4 separate regions of the Mus musculus genome follow, and regions 2, 3 and 4 are each linked to region 1. Evidence: chromatin contacts called from public promoter capture Hi-C data. All regions are on one chromosome and are shown on one strand. Each heading gives the region's core, a stretch centred on a gene start, on an enhancer-like site or on the middle of the called end of the contact. The rest is flanking DNA. Distances are from core to core; before and after follow the strand shown.

What was found. Promoter capture Hi-C pulls out the DNA fragments that hold promoters and counts their contacts.
Region 2: a contact with region 1 is called in a promoter capture Hi-C map of pre-B cells. The contact joins the promoter of Nemp2 here to the promoter of Osgepl1 in region 1. A contact is called at or near these places in 5 of 39 promoter capture datasets (the C10 cell line, the HPC-7 cell line, the SN4741 cell line and 2 more), 1 of 115 datasets of contacts at active chromatin or transcription factors (astrocytes) and 2 of 9 other capture datasets (adipose tissue and liver).
Region 3: a contact with region 1 is called in a promoter capture Hi-C map of pre-B cells, with 2.6 times the contacts expected there. The contact joins the enhancer-like site here to the promoter of Osgepl1 in region 1. A contact is called at or near these places in 14 of 39 promoter capture datasets (the 3T3-L1 cell line, 3T3-L1-derived adipocytes, the C10 cell line and 8 more), 2 of 484 Hi-C or Micro-C datasets (B cells and cerebral cortex), 4 of 115 datasets of contacts at active chromatin or transcription factors (astrocytes, embryonic stem cells, large pre-B cells and 1 more) and 1 of 9 other capture datasets (liver).
Region 4: a promoter capture Hi-C map of pre-B cells shows a contact between it and region 1, with 4 times the contacts expected there. The contact joins the enhancer-like site here to the promoter of Osgepl1 in region 1. A contact is called at or near these places in 5 of 39 promoter capture datasets (the C10 cell line, the HPC-7 cell line, hippocampal neurons and 1 more), 1 of 115 datasets of contacts at active chromatin or transcription factors (astrocytes) and 2 of 9 other capture datasets (adipose tissue and liver).

What each region holds. Positions count from the first base shown.
Region 1 is chr1:53,312,121-53,316,626 of GRCm38.p6, forward strand. It overlaps Osgepl1 (O-sialoglycoprotein endopeptidase-like 1), which reads left to right and starts at 1,504. Exons shown (of 8, transcript NM_001285839.1): 1 at 1,504-1,738; 2 at 2,736-2,979. The coding sequence starts at 2,759.
Region 2 is chr1:52,628,644-52,633,186 of GRCm38.p6, forward strand. It overlaps Nemp2 (nuclear envelope integral membrane protein 2), which reads left to right and starts at 2,062. Exons shown (of 9, transcript NM_001142647.1): 1 at 2,062-2,208. The coding sequence starts at 2,115.
Region 3 is chr1:53,904,602-53,908,994 of GRCm38.p6, forward strand. All of the region lies in intron 13 of Hecw2 (HECT, C2 and WW domain containing E3 ubiquitin protein ligase 2), which reads right to left. Among named protein-coding and RNA genes, the nearest start is that of Mir7681, 57 kb to the left of the region's middle. Within about 2 kb of position 1,775, at least 39 of the 459 cell types and tissues checked have an H3K27ac peak or open chromatin away from gene starts, as enhancers often do. A contact at or near this core is called in pre-B cells, where this site is marked.
Region 4 is chr1:52,652,634-52,657,079 of GRCm38.p6, forward strand. It overlaps a transcript of Mfsd6 not described here. Among named protein-coding and RNA genes, the nearest start is that of Nemp2, 24 kb to the left of the region's middle. Within about 2 kb of position 2,823, at least 81 of the 459 cell types and tissues checked have an H3K27ac peak or open chromatin away from gene starts, as enhancers often do. A contact at or near this core is called in the HPC-7 cell line and pre-B cells, where this site is marked.

The sequences.
Region 1 (4,506 bases), core at 254-2,753:
TCTAGCAATTTGTGATGTGTGACTCAGTAATCTAGAGTCCAGTCACTTCCAAGCCAAAGCCTGGAGAGGAATCAGATGCAGAAACCAAGGAATTAGGTCATGATCTTGCCAGGCTACAGATACAGCCATTCAAACCACTCAGCCTTCTCCAGGTTACTCCACTTTGTGTGCATTTCCAGTTCTCTACCTTTCAATTATCTGCATTGAAGATCGAGGGTTAACCTTAAGTTTTTAGCTCTCACAACTAAGAAAGTACCTGCCATAAAGGAACAGTCTGGATGAATGTGTGATAAAGTCCAGGTAGGCCTACAGGAGTGGGTATTTGTAGTCCCAGTTACTGTGGAGGCTTACAAAAAGAAGTCCGCGAGTTCTGGACAACATTGCAAGAACCTGAATCATAGATTTTTATATTTCATACACATGTACATGCATCTAAGTGGAACACGTAAGGTATAAGTATTGTAAAATTCTTCCTATTAAATTCACCTGAAGGTTACAAATGAGTTTGACTTCTGGTATTTAACCAAACAGGTTCCAGACTCAAGGTTGCCCTGGCCCATTCTGTGTTAGTCAGAGGCACTTAACTCTGTGACTAAATTCATTCAAAATTAGCAGCCCAATTATCTGTAAATGAGGCCACCAAGCACAGTATCTCCTGGATGTGTTCCTGACCCTGCTGGCACAAAATTGTTACTTTATTGTCACAGGTTGAAAAAAGTCTCAATTTTTTTAAAAGTAAGTTCAATATTGTAATTATGAATTTACTAGTACCTTCTCCTAGAGTTTAGTGTAAGTCTGTGAGAAGAGTTACCTGGTGGTGGTGGTGGTGGTTTTTTAACTCATCAAAGCAAAGATCCAAGCCCTTCCCAGCCTTGCATTGTAAAGCCTTTGCTTGCTACAGTTTTAAAGTTTAGGTAGAGAGGAAAGATTTGGAATACATCCATTTGATTGTACTAACAGGTTCACAAACCAGACCAACAAAAACAAAGCAAGATGCAATAATTAGTACATGCTATACAGAAAGTTGAAAGCTGACCTAGTAATCCGGGGCTATAGAATGCCATGGGTGCTTCACTTGGGATGATAAATGCAGCAGTTGTTTAAACTGTACAACCAAATACACTTCACTGAGAATCAAGTGCTGTTTTTGCGGGTGTTCTGACTTCTGATGAAAATACTTTCCCCATGAAAATGGAAGGTTTCTCAGGCCACTACCTTTTAAGTCTGGTGACAGCTTTCCTAAAATAGAATGACAGTAAATCCTACCCTTTTTCTCTTGGTGGCAGCAAAGTTCTAACGGAGGGCAGAACCCTTTCCTTAAATGCGGCATAGTGTGGGCACAGTGAGATCTACTGAATCTGGACACCTTTTCATGAGTCGCTATCAGCGTGACTTAGTAAAAGACCTGGTATTCACAAACCTGGCAGGAACGCCTGGGGCTATAAGAAGTTATTAAGCATTTCTTTACTAAGACAAGAGAAGGACCGCCGGCCCAAGGGCGGTGACGTCACTTCCGGGCGCCTGCGTAGTGCGGGCGCCCGCAGTTTCCTAAGGGGAATGGAGACTGCTCCCGCGCACGTCTTTCCTGTCCCAAGCTTTTGCTCACCACCAACAGAGACTCCGTTGCTTTCCAGCAACAGATTCCAGCTGTGTTGTCCAAAACTAATTCTTCTGGAGAGGCTGTGGGAGCTCACGACTGAAATCTGCGCGTAGTTTACTCTCAGCCCAGTCACTGCAGGTCTGCTTTCCCAGTTGACGCGTTCACTGTATTTCTAACCCCAGTTTTGCTCATTCCACACGTCTTGCAGTGTGGGAATACTAGAGTGTTTATGTTTAGTGATGGATGGATTGCTACCTTTTGGGGAGGAGTTGATGTGGGGAGAAGGGTTTAGGAAGAGGTTTGGGTGGTGAACCTATTACAAAAAGTGGAGATGTGAATCCGAAGATTGGATAAGTGTTTACGGTTGTCTTTGCAGAGATGCCGGGGGTTTTTGCTTGTTTTTTACAATGAACTTTATGAGAGGGCTTGCTTCCAAAATACAAAATTAAATCCTGATTAGTGAGCATAATATTTTAATAAACTGTCCAAATGCAGTACACTATTTTCTGGGGGAGAGGGGAGTCAATAAATGGGAGGCCTTTATTTTTGATTTGTTCTATTTGCCTTTAATTTTTAACATCACTTTAAGTAGTACTGTCCACATAACTATTATACTATAACATTAACTGTTGTATAAAGTGCGTGTTGAGCATGGTTTACCCAAAATGCCTGGACCAGAAGTGTTCCAAATTTCAAAAAAAAATTTTTTTTAATTTTGCGATGTGCCATATTCGTGACCAATTTGAGGATGAAACCCAGGTATAGATGTGAAATTCGTGTTTCATTTGCATCCTGTAAACACAGCTAAGGCAATTTTATACAATAATATTTTTAGTACTTTTTGTGTTTCCACTAACAACTCAGGTGGTAGCGTGCTTTAGAGCTTCTTTCACTTTGGGGGTGCTCAACTTGATACATTATAATCATTTTATATGCTTCTCATTTTTCTCTTGCAAAATTTGATTTATTCCTATCTAGTGATTTCTAGGACCTCTAAAAGATTTTGATAATGTTTTTACAAATGTTCTTAAAATTTTGAAGTCTGCATACTTAAAAAATAAGATAACATTCATTATTTTGTTTAAATAAATGAATTCATTGCAAATGACATAATATTTCTGTAACTCTTTTCTAGGAAGTATTTGTAGAGTAACAAATATGCTAATGTTAAGAAGGACAGCAGGAGCTATTCCCAAGCCCCCAAAGAGTAAAGTTTATGGATTTTTAAGAAGATTTAGTGTTCATCCCAGAACTCTCTCTTGTCATAAACTGGTCCTGGGAATTGAAACCAGCTGTGATGACACAGGAGCGGCTGTGGTGGATGAAACTGGGAATGTGCTGGGGGAAGCACTGCACTCCCAAACTCAGGTTCATCTGAAGTAAGTAGCAAAGGTTTGGGTCATTTTCTGCCTTTTTAAAGAAAAATGTCACCACTCTTTTCCATTTATCATGTATAAAAGTCAAAATTTAATAGTTAAATTCTTTTCTATTGTATAAGACCACTAAGTACCACGATAAATAGCTATGCCTTATGGTACACACCTTTAATACCAGCACTGCAGAGGTAGGCAGATGTTCCAGGCCAGCCAGTGCCACTCAGTGAGACTTGTCTCAAAAAAGAAAACAACAGACAAACCAAAACCTGCTGTAGAAATATCTCATACCTTGTCTTGGCTTTTAAGGCTTCCCCAGTTCACAGTAGGGTCTCAACATTTGCCAATCCTTATAACAGAAGGAAGCAACAACCATTCCCAGAACTAATAAATTTTATGATGTTTTTCTCAATGATGCCTTTTCCCCCTGTATATATGCTTTGTGGTTTCAACAGCAGTCCCAGGAAAGCATCATCTGATAGTTTAAAAAAACAAAACTATTCACATGTACACATAGAATTCACATAGTACTTAAGACATTGTTGTATTAAGCTTGGGTTTTTAAACCCAGCTGTTTGCAGATGACCAGAGGACCAGTGACTTAAACAATTGGACTGGATATAAAGTGTAAAATATACTTAGCTTTAACCAATTGTCACTCAAGAATGTAAAATGATTAGAGTATTTAAAATTTAAAATTTAAAATGATTAGAGTATCATAATTTTCAAAAGAAAGTGGAAATCCACATTTTAAACATAATCTCTAGTTTGTGTTTTTTAGATTACTCTAAAATCAGGTGGGAGTTTCACCTGTCGTCTCTACTTGCTTGCCTCAGGCTGATGTGTAGTTACATAATCTGTCACACTGAGAGCATGCATTTTTTTCAACTTTCTTGTCTGTAAAATCCAGATAATCATAATGCCAATGTAGTAAATGTAAATAAATGTGAATTATTTTAGCACACTTGCTGTAGTTTTTGACAAGTATAAGTGGTTCAATACAGTGTAGCCATTACTAATAGCAGTTCTGTGCCTGTCAACACAGTGAAGAGATCATTGCAGGGTAGGAAGTGTAGTAGTAAGGCACTGGTTGCTAGCATGTCCCTTCTTTCAGACCACCACTTTTTCCTTGCCACTTCCTATCCAAGTCAGCCATCCAGCTGTTGTAAATATAACCCTCAAGTCCTGCTTCCTCATCAACTTAGTTCAGTCCTCCCTTGCCTCTTACCTAGACTCTAACTTCAAATTTAAACAATGTCCTTATCTCTGCATTTCCCTCATCATCTGCATTCTTTATACAAATTAAAACATGATTATAAAATGTGTTCTCATTGCTTATTGGAGAATAAGGCCACCGTTTTACTCATTATTTGTCTTTATTGTTTAGCATAATTTTTATTGAAGAAAACACCAAAGAAGGCATGAAATGGCTATAAAAAGGAAGAAATGAATGGGAGGAAAGGACTTGAACTCAAACATTCAAACTCTCAAATTCCAATCAAATATTTTGATATGGAAAAAAACCAGTCAGCA
Region 2 (4,543 bases), core at 812-3,311, 680 kb before region 1:
GAGATAGATGAAGAAAAAGTTGAAGCGAGAGAGATGAAGACGGAAGTTTGCTGAATAAACTGCCGTTAGAAGGACTGGTGGTCGTGTCGTTCTTGCTGGTCGAGAGCGGACGCGACAAAAAAGAGCAAGCTTCCTTCTTCCATGTCCTTTATATAGGACAAAGAAAGATCTGGAGTAAAAGTATGTCTTCCCACTTCAAATGATGAAAAGAAAAATTCCTCAAAGGTGTACACAGCCATTTGAGTTTAAATTAATTCCAGATGTAGTCAAGTTGATGACCAAAAATAGCCACCATACCTAAGGATATTAAATATTTATTGACCATTTGTATTTTTACCTTTGAAAACAACCTATTCAATTCATCTACCAATTTAGTAATTAGATGGTTTAATTTTGTTTTGTTTTGTTTTGTTTTTTGATCAGCGCTGCAAACATATGTCTCTGCTTGTTCTCTATCTATTGAAGACAGCTTTAAGAAAGTACATTAGTCATTTGGTGATATGTTTCTTTCAGTTGCTTTCCTTAGCATTATCCCAAATTAACCAAACCAGTTTGAACAGAATTGGAGCAAAAAGTTGCTTTGCAAGAGGCATACCAAGGGGATCCAGGGAAAAAAAATGATAAAGGACAGATTCCAATAATGAAGGTTTATTTTTAAAAATCAGCCCCTAATAATTTCCTTAAAAAAAAAAACTCTGAGCTTTTACAGCCACATACTAGGTATACACATATACGGGGCATTTGGTGAAAGCCTCCTTTAGATAACTCAGAGACATTCTTTCCTATTTAGACCATTAAAAAAAATTGAAGCTGAGTTATTAAAAAAAAAAGATTTCTATTATATCGAGCTTAGTGCTGTTAGTGGAAGACTGGAATTAGAGAAAAGAACACAACTTCTTACTCTAGCTTTGTGTGTGTGGTGGGGCAGGGATGGGGATCAGAGGAAGGTTAAATTAGGTCTCATGTAGCCAGACTAGCCTTGGATCCCCTATGCCACTTAGGCTCACCTTACCCATCATTAACTCTGTTTCTCAAATGGTGGGATTACAGTCCACTACCACCACACTCTTCTGCCCTACTTCAAGTATGAAATAGTAAGTCACACTGAAAGGTTTCCAGAGACCAAAGAAGGCTTGCTCTTAACACAGAATTATCCTGATCATCAATAAACCATAGGGCTCAGAAACTGTGAGTCTCTTTCTAGGACAGACTATTCTCTTGTGGTTGGTGGTGGCTTTCTCTGCTCCCCAGAGTGGTTTACTGTGCAGCATTCCAGTTTCTTGGAGTCTTCTGTCTCAATAGGCTGACTTTAGAGAGCTATCATCTCTGCCAGGTTGGTTATGTTTAGAACACTCACTATATCTTTGAATTTTTAAAAATACAATCTCATTTTTAAAAGAAGGCTTATTTTTTAATTTAAGTGTATGGGTGTTTAGCTTGTGTGTATGTCTGTGTACCATATGTCTGCAGAATTCAGAAGAGGGCAGTTGATTCCATGAAACTGTAGTTACATATGTTTGGGGCTGCTGCCATGTGCACGCTGGGAAACATGGGTTCTCTGGAAGAGCGATAAGTGTTCCTAAGCACTGGACCATCTCTCCAGCCTCCAGATCTCTATTAAAGTAACACTTTATTAATAGTGAACTTATATAACCCTTTTGGGTTTTTTTTTTTTTTTTGAAAGATACTGTGTTCATGAGCTTAGACACAAATTATTTAAGCACCAAATTTCTCAACTTGTTGCTTAAAAAAAAAAAAAGGAAGAGGTGAAAGGAGGGACAAACAAACAAACAAGTCAGGCTTTTGTCTAAGTGGGGCTTGCTGGTCTTATTTCTGAGAGGGTGCATGTGAAGAGCCTGCCTTTCTGAGTGGCCCGCACCAGTGCTCTGAGAACCCTGCGCGGGGCTCCGGCGTGTTTTAAACTGCCCGCCAACTCTGCAAGCTGGCCCAGGAGCAAGAATCGGGAAGGCAGGTGATCGCCCCCTGGAGGCCACTGGGAGAGCCGCTCGGCGGACCGCGGAAGGGCGGGGCCGCAGCCGGCTCCGCCCCTGCAATCCCCTCCCTCCGCTTTCCCGCTCTTGGTCCGCTGCGCCACTTCCGCCGCTCTGGCCGCGATGCTGCCTAGGTTGTGGTGGCTGGTGCTCTGGCTGCAGCCCCTGGCTACACTGCCAGCGAGCGCGGTGCACGACGAGGAGGCAGCGATGTCAGGTAACCCCGGCTCCGGGCGGGGGGGCCTCCTTTCGGCGCCGCAGGGTCACGCGCGGCCGCGGCCAGGCCCCGCCCCTGTCTGCGGGCATCGGATACTTCAGTGTTTTGGTTTGTTCAGGATCACACCGCTGGACAACCGCACAGCTGGCCCTTTGTCTGCAGTTTATGTCTGAAACCTTATTTTATCTGTCTTCAGAAATCTCAGGAAACTCAAGGCTAGAGAAGGATAGAAGCTTCAGAAAGGAACCGAAATTCTGTTTCTGATTGGCTGCTGTGACCTGGGTAGCTGGTCATATGCAAAATACTGCTGATGCTCCAGCATTGAACCAGGTGCACAGGAAGTCTCAGTGAGCTACTCAGACTGTTTGGGGTGCTTAAGATTCTGGCTCAGAAAGCTGTAGCAGCAAAACGCAGTCTCCACGAGTTTAACATTTATTTCTACCATTCACTACATCCTTCAAAAGATTGCTTGTTTGTATTCTTCATTACATGGTCACTTACAGACTCAAGGGAGGCTGTCAAGATACAGACTTTCAATTGGATAATATTCCGACACCGACAAAGTTAGTAGGGTGTCTAAGACTGAAAGAGAGAATGGATGTTCAGTAAGCAGTTATTAGCTTCTGTCACACCTTGTGCCCATACTGGTATCTTGCAGTGAGTTACACCTTAGGGGACGGTCTGTGGTCAGCTTTTCATTGAACAGGAATGTGTTAATTAACTATTTTGTGCTATGCAGGGCTGATTTGCTCTAACTGCATTGTCTTATACTGATTATTCATATATGCCCATTTTACATGCTAGAGAACAAAGAATTGGTAGTAAATATAATAGGTACTTGTGAAAATATAAAACAGTTTGAGGAGGAGGGCTCCTGGGCGTGGCAGCAGAGGGGTAGAAGTAGTTATATAGATTCAGAATCTTGGGCTCTAGTGCAGTTGTTGATTTAACCTGTAGGTGTCGTATTCTCCAGGGCACACAGGTATTATTTCTGCTCCTTTTATTTGCTTCAAGGAACTCAGTTTTTCAAGTTTTGCTGCTGTATGGGTCACCATATAGCCCTAGCAGATCTGGAGATTTTTACATAGACCAGGCTGGCCTTGGCTGTACAACATTCCTGCCTCTACCTCCCAGGTGAAGGGTTTTCAGAGCTGTACTGTTGCGCCTAGCTTAATAGTCCTCAGTTGTGTTAAAGACGCATGTAAATGTTCACCAGGACTTTCTTTCTGAGAAGTGTAAGATACCCAGGAGATGATAAAATTCCAGTTCACAGCTGAAAAGAAAATGGCAACTTCTGTCTTGCCATTCCAGATATTCCTTACGTTCACATAGGAGGGGATCACTGTCCTGCAGTGTTGAGTGACACCTTGGGAACCCTTGGTTGGCTAGGTCTAAGAACTGCTGCTACTGTAAAAGCTATGGTCTTATGAGGGGCCTGTGATGAGACAGCTAGACAATAATCTCTCTCACCCACAGGGAATGTATTTTTTAAAAAAGCACTGCAGTACCGAACCTTACATGCCCCCCCCCACCCAGTGTGTGTGTGTGTGTGTGTGTGTGTGTACATTACATATCACAGCAAGAGATTTATAATTATAAATCAGAGCAAGAGATAGTTATTACAATTCATTACAATAAAATATTGTGGAAAAATTATTTGAACTTACATATTTCTACTTTGAAAGATTTTTTTCATTTAATATTTTCAGACCTTGGTTGAACACAAAAACTTGAAGCCTCAGCAAGTGAAATTGAGTGTAATGGAAGACTGGGGGGGTGGGGGTGGGTTGCCTCTGATGACGTCTAAGACCCTTTCCAACTCTGAGAATCTGCTTTGGGTACTTACACGCTGCCATGGCACGAAGAACATCCATTCCAAGGCCAGCCCTCTGATACCCTATTTGTAGAAAAGGCAGACGCTTGTCATAGAAGAGAAACGGCAAGTCAAGCATGACTCTTAATTTGAAACCAGTAGGTCAGATCCACGAACACTGCTTCCCTTCACATGAGGCTCTGGAATGACGTCCCATGCTTCCACTCCAACAAGAGGTCATTTGAAGTTCCTCTGTGGCAAAAGAAAATGTCTAAAGGTAGAATCCGACCTGTATGTGTGTTAGTTAGGATGTGCTAATTTCAGTTCCATTCTCATGACACTGGAGAAAGAAAAATTAAGTTTTATATTCAGGTTAAAAACAACAAACTGGTACTGGTACAAGAGACATGTTACTTATGTAGTTTACATCTTTGAAAAATGTGAATTAAACTAAATACCAAGAAAGATAGCAACTGCATCTGGACCCATTCATTATCCTTGAACTCCCACAAGGAAGAAGGA
Region 3 (4,393 bases), core at 525-3,024, 590 kb after region 1:
CTTGAACATACAGAAACTGTAGGAGGCGAGGCCCTTTCCACTATTGGTTTCTAGCTTTCTAAAGAACAGACGTGTTGAGGTATTCCTTCCACATGAGACATTAGCTGCAGCATTGGTTTCAGCAAAGCACACAATCATAAGTATGTGATGGTAGGACTAAACATACCACATGACACTGAACCCCAAAAGCTTGTTCTACCTCCAGCTTTTGACCAGGTCACTGGTTCAGAGGGTCAGCTAGTCTAGAAGCATAGCGATATGGTCCAAGCTATATGGAAAATGTTTGCTCTCTGTCTGAACTTCAGAAGCACACACACTACCAAAGCGTGTTGCTCTCACTGTCAGTCATGTCCATGGAGACTACAGAAGACAGAGATACTCAATTCAAGATCCCTGGTGGGGCAGACACTCAGGGAAGGGGAATATGGTTAGAATAGCTCAGAGATCATACCCCCACTGTTTTGTTTTGGTGTTGCCCCCCCCCACCTTGCTGACACACACACACAGCTGCATTTATTAAAATACCACTCTACCACAACCAACAAAAGGAAAAAAAGACCGTCTTGTCATAGACTACAGTTTCAACTCATTATCAAAGTCTGCAAAGACTGCTTATATCACAGACTTTCCACATACTGGTTATTCAACAAATTCATGGGCTAATTCATGTGCTAGGCAGCAGACAGGGAACACCTCTATGGGATCTATGTTCTTGAGTCAGCAGGAAGATGCTATCCAGGAAACTGACTAGGCTAGGAATGATCCACCCTGGAAATCTATCCTTCGGGGACAGAGTGAAAGGGCTTCCAGGTCCCCTTATCTTCAGCATCTCAGAGGTACTAGGAATGATTGAGTCTGTGGAGGTTCTTTGGGCTTTTCTTCATGGGCTTTGCTATTTCTTCCAGTCTAAGACAGTCCAGAGTAACCCCCAAAGACATCAGAGTACCTGGAAACTGTGTCAATGTAATAAGCATTTACTGTCTATGCTGTGTCCAGTATTATGTAGCTATTAGTTCAAAAGATGAATACATGTGACAGCCACCTATCTCTCCAGGGTCCCTCAGTGTCGTCACATTCAGCTCACAGAATTTATGAGCCATTGAGAATCCCTGTGTAGTTTTCTTCCCTTTGGTGTAGAAAGAACAGAAACTGGGTACTCTCAAGCCTGGCTAGTGAGTGTTTTGGGATACAGAGAACCCTAACAACCCAATCTCGAAAGAGAAGTAACCCTTTGTTAGCTTAAGTCACTGGCATGTGTTAGCTCCTTCTTCGTGTGCAACATGTGTTCTCAGTAGCTCCTTGTCATAAATAGATTTTGCTTTGCCTTTAAAATATTTTCCCTGTCAAAGCACATAGAAGGAGAAAGAATGGGAAGGAGGGAGGGAAGAGAGGGAAGGGAGGAGGGAGGGAAAATGAAGGAAAGGGGGAGGGAGAGAGAAAGGGAGGGAGTGTGATTATCTCTAATGAACAATCTCCAATCTTAGTTCCTTAAACTGGAGTCTCAAATACCTTGAAGTATTTCAACCCTCTAGTCTAAATGAGAATTGTTTTTGATGGCTAGAAGCAGTTATATGGTCTAGAGCCTCAGTACTGCAAAGCAGGCAGGACTCAGGGGACACAAGAACATGGGGGAACAATATCATGGAAACAGGGAAGACTAACAAAATTCTCTGGGGGTTGCCATCGAGAAACTTGGGCTAGCTAACAGTTTATCCTGTGGTTACCCCTGCTTTGAAGTTTTCACTGCCACTGGCAAGCTCTCACTTCCTGCACTGGCTCTGCGCTCCTCATGTTTGCACACGAACATGCAAGCTTCAATGCCAGAGACCACACCAGTCTGTGTGGCTATGGCAAAGAGTTTTCAAGTTGTACTCTCTAACAAGGCTCTCAGGGAACAAACTTGCATGATGATTGTGTTGAAGAGACCATTCACTGGCCCTTGTTCTAAGTGGGTGTGCCAAGCAGTCAGGGCACAGTGATTCCTAATCTAGTGCACCAAGCACAGTCCTCCCATCTACTAAGGAGAGGCAGCAGAACTCCAGGAGAGCAGGACGAGGCAGTTAGGGTCAGGAGCCCATGCCAGCCTTGGGCTTGATGTAATTCCCTGTGGATGGACAGCTCCTTAAGCGTGGGAATCTTACCTGGGTCTTATAATTAATTATATCCTTTTATCTTCCTCCTCTCCACTCAGTGAGACACATAACACAGTGCCAGGTTTGACTGGTCTTGGAAAAAACATCTATCAAAGTAAATTAAGTGTAAGAAGTATTTTCTCCTCATTAGTAAGTAGTAAACAACCATTAGATTCACAGCCTTTTCAAGTCTATGAAAAAAACACTCATATGACTGTCAGGGTCTAAAGAAAACACTACATTTTCATAAATAAAGTATTTTGAACAAGCATATATGTAAACATATAGCACATACAGTGTTGTGTGTATATATGTATATATACACACATATACAATGTATAATGTGTATGTATGTATATAGAGTTATAGATACAGCTAAAGCTTAAACGGATATTTGTATTCCAGTTTACATAAAATTATGTTGTTATAGCTGCAACGACAAAAACACTTAATCTCGTTTGCCTCAATTTGGTCAACTGTGAGAAGGACTAATAATAAGCCTTCTAATTTTTTCATAACACAGTAAGACTCAAAACCAGTAGAATAAAGATTAAGAAATTGCTTTGAAGAGGTAAAGGCCATTATGAAATATATGATATATGTAATTAAAAGGCTGTATGGGGGATTCTCCCAATCTAGCTATGTTAGAACAGACAAATATAGTAGTAAAACTATTTTCTACTTTCAGCCTTTGAAGCTTGTGGGCTGGCTGCCCACTTTCTATTAACTGAGGGGGTCTCATTACCTGTCATTAACTATGTGCTAAGTTTTGCCTGTGTGAAACTCTGAGGACACACAGACCAGAGCACTCAAAAGCAGGAAGATGGTCCATTAGAGGGAGAATAACAAAAGTCACAAGGGCGAAGAACATGCTAGAACAAACTGGCAGAGGAAGCAAAGAGACACTATGCAAGTGGGTTCCGACTGACCGAGTGGGCCTTAGTGGTGTGGTGTGTGTGTGTGTGTGTGTGTGTGTGTGTGTGTGTGTGTGACTCTGGCAAGGCCCTGCTTTAAGACAAAAGAGGGCTCCTCATTTCCCCTCTGGGGGTTAGTGGTTCTAGTTAGGTAAATGGATCGATTTCTCGCCCAGAACAGTAGGCTAGAACACAGACACATTTCATGACCCAATCTCATGGCTCTGCATGGACAATCTCACTGGGATTCTGAAATGTGGAGTCCACTGAAGTGAACTGAGCAGGCAAACGTTACATGGAGAGCAGCACCTTTAAATGATTTCTGACCAACATAAAGTTTTGGTTTTTCATCATGGGAAGAAACACCCCTTTTAGCCATTTCCTTTGTACTCCAAGATTGCCTTTCCCATCCTCTCACCTTTCCCAGCCTCACGCTTCTGTGATGTCCACTTCCCAGTCAGAAATCAGGACTCCATGGCTGACTGAAGGGCTCCATTAGCAGAATTTTGCTAAAACTAATCCCCTTAGAGTTTAAATGTGTCATCTCTGGCTACTGTGTAAGGCTTTGGAAGTTTGAAACTAAGTTAAAGGGAACGCTTCTTTGGTTGTTTGGCAGCAAAATATGAACCGCTCAGTTCTTAGTATTCAACCACAGTGCAACTGTGGGCAACAATCTGACGCTTGATCAGTTGATGTTGAAGCTCCATGTGGTGGCCAAAGCTCCTGGAGTTCTGGATTTCGCCTAATTCTGCCAGTTTCAAAAATGCCACTAACTCCACCACTCCCAAACAACACCTTCAGCTCAGAAAATTTCCACCAAGCATTGGTGATCTGAATTTAGATTTGGAAGATAACCTCAGTGACTTGCTAGCAAATGCCTGTCATGTTTATAAAGAGCAAGTGTCACTGATGTTGTACATGACTCACTAAGCAAAACTTACTAATAACAAAAGCAAGAAATGCTGGTTCCAGAATAGGCCAGCTAGTAAATGGAAAGAGTCCTGTGTGCTACAGTCTGCATTCATACTATGCTTAATTAATTTGATTTTAGATCTTATAATTTTAAATTGTTTCACCAGGTTTTAAAGTGATTCACAATAACCCGGAGGAGAACTTACATTAGTAGAAACCCCTGTAAACTGGGTAACAGAAGTAACTCTTAATGCCTAAGAGTATGTTTAAGATGATATTTATAAACTTTAAAATAACTTTTCTTTATTAAGAACTAAGAAATTTAGATAAGGAATGCATTTCTTTTTTCTTTTTTTCTTTCTTTCTTTCCTTTTTTCTTTTTCTTTTTTGGTTTTTCGAGACAAGGTTTCTCTGTATAGTCCTGGCTGTCCTGAA
Region 4 (4,446 bases), core at 1,573-4,072, 660 kb before region 1:
TGCAGCAAGACAGATGTCTTCAGATGACCCTGTGAGCAAGCTACCTTCACAGATTCCCCACTGGGTGACACTGCATGGATAGATGAGGTGCCAGTTTAGCCTCTGACTCATACCTGACTTCCATTCTCTAGACCTGTCTCCCATTAGGCAATCTGCAGTGTATCGCAGCTGGCAGAAGATAAAGGCACTGAGACTCACATAACCAGCAGAGTCTATCTCAGAAGACACATTTACCTGGCTCTGTACTATCAAGTCTCTCACTGAAACCTCAGTTTTACCCAGGAGGCCTTAGGCCCATATAAACTGTGACTGGCAAAGCTGACACTTCAGTCCAGACAGACTTCTGGCCCCAGGCCCACATTCTTGACCCAAGCACTATGAAGTCTCCAAGCTGCCCTGTGAAATCTGGGTCTAATCTTGAGCTACAATAGGGCGAGTGTGTTAGCGGCCCAGGGCAGATGGGAACCAGATGAGATGTTCACCTGGGCTGGCTCACATTTTCCCAGACAGCAGCAAGTTGCTCCCTTTTATAAGCCACAGCTGGCCCTGCCTAAGCTATATGATTTCTGATTTGAAAAAGAACTTTTCTTTCACCTCCCAATTCCTGTTCTCATACAAGCATCACTTTCCCAGATGTCCGTTGGCTTAGAAGTTCTGTGTCAGGGAGTTATTAAAGCTTTTGTGTAAACTACGTGAGTGGTTTAGAGTTTTAAGTGTCTTGTCTCAATGCACTGAAGGATGTCTGGATGGGAAATCACCCTTTCCCTCTCCAGTAATCATCTCTCATAATCATACTCTCACCTTCACAGAGTCACCTAACTTGGATCCAAGTGCTCTTGCAGAACTTAAGGAAGTAAAGGCCCCCAGACTTCCCATAAGTGATGTCTTGCATGACAGTTTGCATCACAGGAAGTGGTTTAAAGATAGAAACCCACAAAAATAACAGGAAGTAACAATCACTTTTCCTTAACATCTCTTAACATCAGTGGACTCAGTTCCCCAATAGAAAGACATTGATTAACAGACTGGCTACGTAAACAGGACCCAGCATTTTGCTGCATACAGGAAATGTACCTCAGTGACAAAGACAGAGACTACCTCAGAGTAAAAGGTTGGAAAACATTTTTCTAAGCAAGTGGTCCCAAGAAACAAGCTGGAGTAGCCATTCTAATATCCAATAAAATCAACTTTCAACCAAAAGTTATCAAAAAAGATAAGGAAGGACACTTTATACTGGTCAAATGAAAAATCAACCAAGAAGAACTCTCAATTCTGAATATCTATGGTCCAAATGCAAGGGCACCCACATTCATAAAAGAAACTTTACTAAAGCTCAAAGCACACATTGTACCCCATACAATAATAGTGGGAGACTTCAACACCCCACTTTCAGGAATAGACAGATCAGGGAAACAGAAACTAAACAGAGACACTAACAGAACTTATTAACCAAACGGATCTAACAATATCTATAGAACATTTCATCCTAAAGCAAAAGAATATACCTTCTTCTCAGCACCTCATGGTACCTTCTCCAAAACTGACCATATAATCAGTCACAAAACAGGCCTCAACAGATACAAGAAGATTGAAATTATTCCATGCACACTATCAGATCACCACAGACTAAGGCTGGTCTTAAATATCAATAAAAACAACAGAAAGCACACATACACGTGGAAGCTGAACAATGCTCTACACAATGATAACTCAGTCAAGGAAGAAAAAAAGAAAAAAAATGAAACGCTTTTTAGAATTTAATGAAAATGAAGACACATCATACCAAAATTTATGGGACACAAGGAAAGCAGTTGTAAGAGGAAAACTCATAGCTCTAAGTTCTCCCAAAAGAAATTGGAGAGAGCTTACAGGAGCTTGACAGCACACCTGAAAGCTCTAGAACAAAAAGAAGCAAATACACCCTAGAGGAGTAGATGGCAGGAAATAATCAAACTCAGGGCTGAAATCAACCAAGTAGAAACAAAACCAACTCTACAGAGAATCAAAATCAGAAGCTGTTTTTTTGAGAAAAATCAACAAGGTAGATAAACCCTTAGCCAGACTAACCAGAGGGCACAAAGACAGTATCTAAATTAATAAAATCAGAAATGAAATACAACAAAATATATCTTAAAATGATTCTGTTTGTTGAATATTAACAGTTGAAAATACTAAAATCATGTTCTACAAACAATAAAGCCAACCAACCAAACAAAAAAAGATAGAAATCCTCAGAGACACAGTAGGTACATATCCACTGTAAGAGTCACAAGCAGCCCATAGCACTCATACTGGGACAACAAAAGTAGCCTACAATCTTGTCAGGACGTTTTATTGGTAAGGCTATTGCTTGGGATGCTGATTTAAGGTTTTAGAGAATGTCTAGAAATCAAGAATAGAAACAAACACACATAGGTTTCAGGCACACAGAACTCATGGCTTGGCTATTTATGTCTTGTACCACCGTGGACGCTTTCCCTCCCACTAGGATGGGAAGGTGGTAGGCAGGGCTCTGGTGTTAGCAAGAGTTGAGTCTGTGTCCTGGCTCTGACCATGATCCCATAACTTAGGCCCTATTCGCTTAAGAATCCTCATATTTTCAATGGGGAAGGTTATGTATACCAGGTAGGGCTTTTGAAAAACAAATGACCTAACCATGGATGAACTTCCCCTTTTGCAGCTGCTCTACTTAACTGATATGCCGAGAGGCATATTGCTTAGGAGTCCCATGAGCAAGCTGCAAATCCCCGGGAGTGCTAGCCACCTGCCTGCTTTCTGCCACTGCAACTTCCTGCCACTGCAACTTCCTGCCACTGCAACTTCCTGCCACTGCAACTTCCTGCCACTGCAAGCTCACTAGGACGATAAAGTAGCACTGTCCTATGACTCTGGCTCTTGAGCTGTGCTGGCCTTTGGCATGTACTATTACTCTGCTTTAAGAATAGTCTAGTTACAGAGACAAAATTTGGAGCTGTGACAAAAAAGATGGACCATCTAGTGATTGCCATATGCAGGGATCCATCCCATAATCAGCTTCCAAACGCTGACACCATTGCACACACTAGCAAAATTTTGCTAAAAGGACCCAGATATAGCTCTCTCTTGTGAGACTATGCCGGGGCCTAGCAAATACAGAAGTGGATGATCACAGTCAGCTAATGGATGGATCACAGGGCTCCCAATGGAGGAGCTAGAGAAAGTACCCAAGGAGCTAAAGGGAACTGCAACCCTATAGGTGGAACAACAATATGAACTAACCAGTACCCTGGAGCTCTTGTCTTTAGCTGCATATGTATCAAAAGATGGCCTAGTCAGCCATCACTGCAAAGAGAGGCCCATTGGACTTGCAAACTTTATATGCCCCAGTACAGGGGAACGCCAGGGCCAAAAAGGGGGAGTGGGTGGGTAAGGGGTTGGGGGGGTGGGTATGGGGGACCTTTGGGATAGCATTGAAAATGTAAACAAGGAAAATACCTAATTAAAAAAAAAGAATAGTCTAGTTAATAGCATCGAGCCAAGTTGGGTTCACACAGAACTCTAGGGTAGCATAACTTCCTGCAGGCAGAGAGGAGCAGGACAAATCACTATGGTAGTGATTCCTAGCCTCAGCTTTGACATCCCTGAGTATTTCTAAGGATCTCAAGAGAGGTTATAAAATTCTCAAATCAAGTTTAATTGGAATTCACTTTAATATTTTTCAAGTGACATATGGCACTGTAAGAACAGGAAGAAAAAGTCACAAAGTCCACAAACTCGTGAAGGTGTCAGCTCAAAAGGCTAGAAATTACTGCACTGTTGGATCGACGCTCACAGTAAACATTTTGTAACGAAGGCATATTGAATTTGGTGTCATTCATTACAGAGCAGAGGATGTTCTCTTGTTTGGTCACGTGTTTTTCATTTACGAAATATTTAAAAATGGTATTTACCTTTTATTTCAATACACCCACTGTGCATTTCCCAAACCAGCAGCTTTTCAAAGAAATCAACCAGAATTGTAAACACAAGATACAACGCTCTGATTCCCTACAGTCACTTTCACAATCCACATACTGTACATTCATAGGTGGGGCTCAGCCTGTCTCCCACTTCATTTCTGTAATTGCACGAGCATAATAAATACATCTGATTTTAAAGGTCACTTAAAATGAGCCTTGGGGGTTGACAGTGCAGTACCATTCAAGTGCAAAAGTAACCATCAGCTTAATTGTTCCCATCATTCCAAGCTGTGTTTTGTAGTGAAGCTAGGCATCCAGGTGTAGAATGTTTCCTCCCGAGGCAGGGGCAGGCAGAACGGTCACACAGAGGCCTTCACTGTACAGCTGATCCTGTCTCCTATGTTAGAGGCTAGGGTGAGCTTCCATTTCGAACCATTCTGGTGTCCATCCACAATATGACTGACCCCCATTCAACCACAGCAGCATCCCCCTTCCATATAGGCAGGCA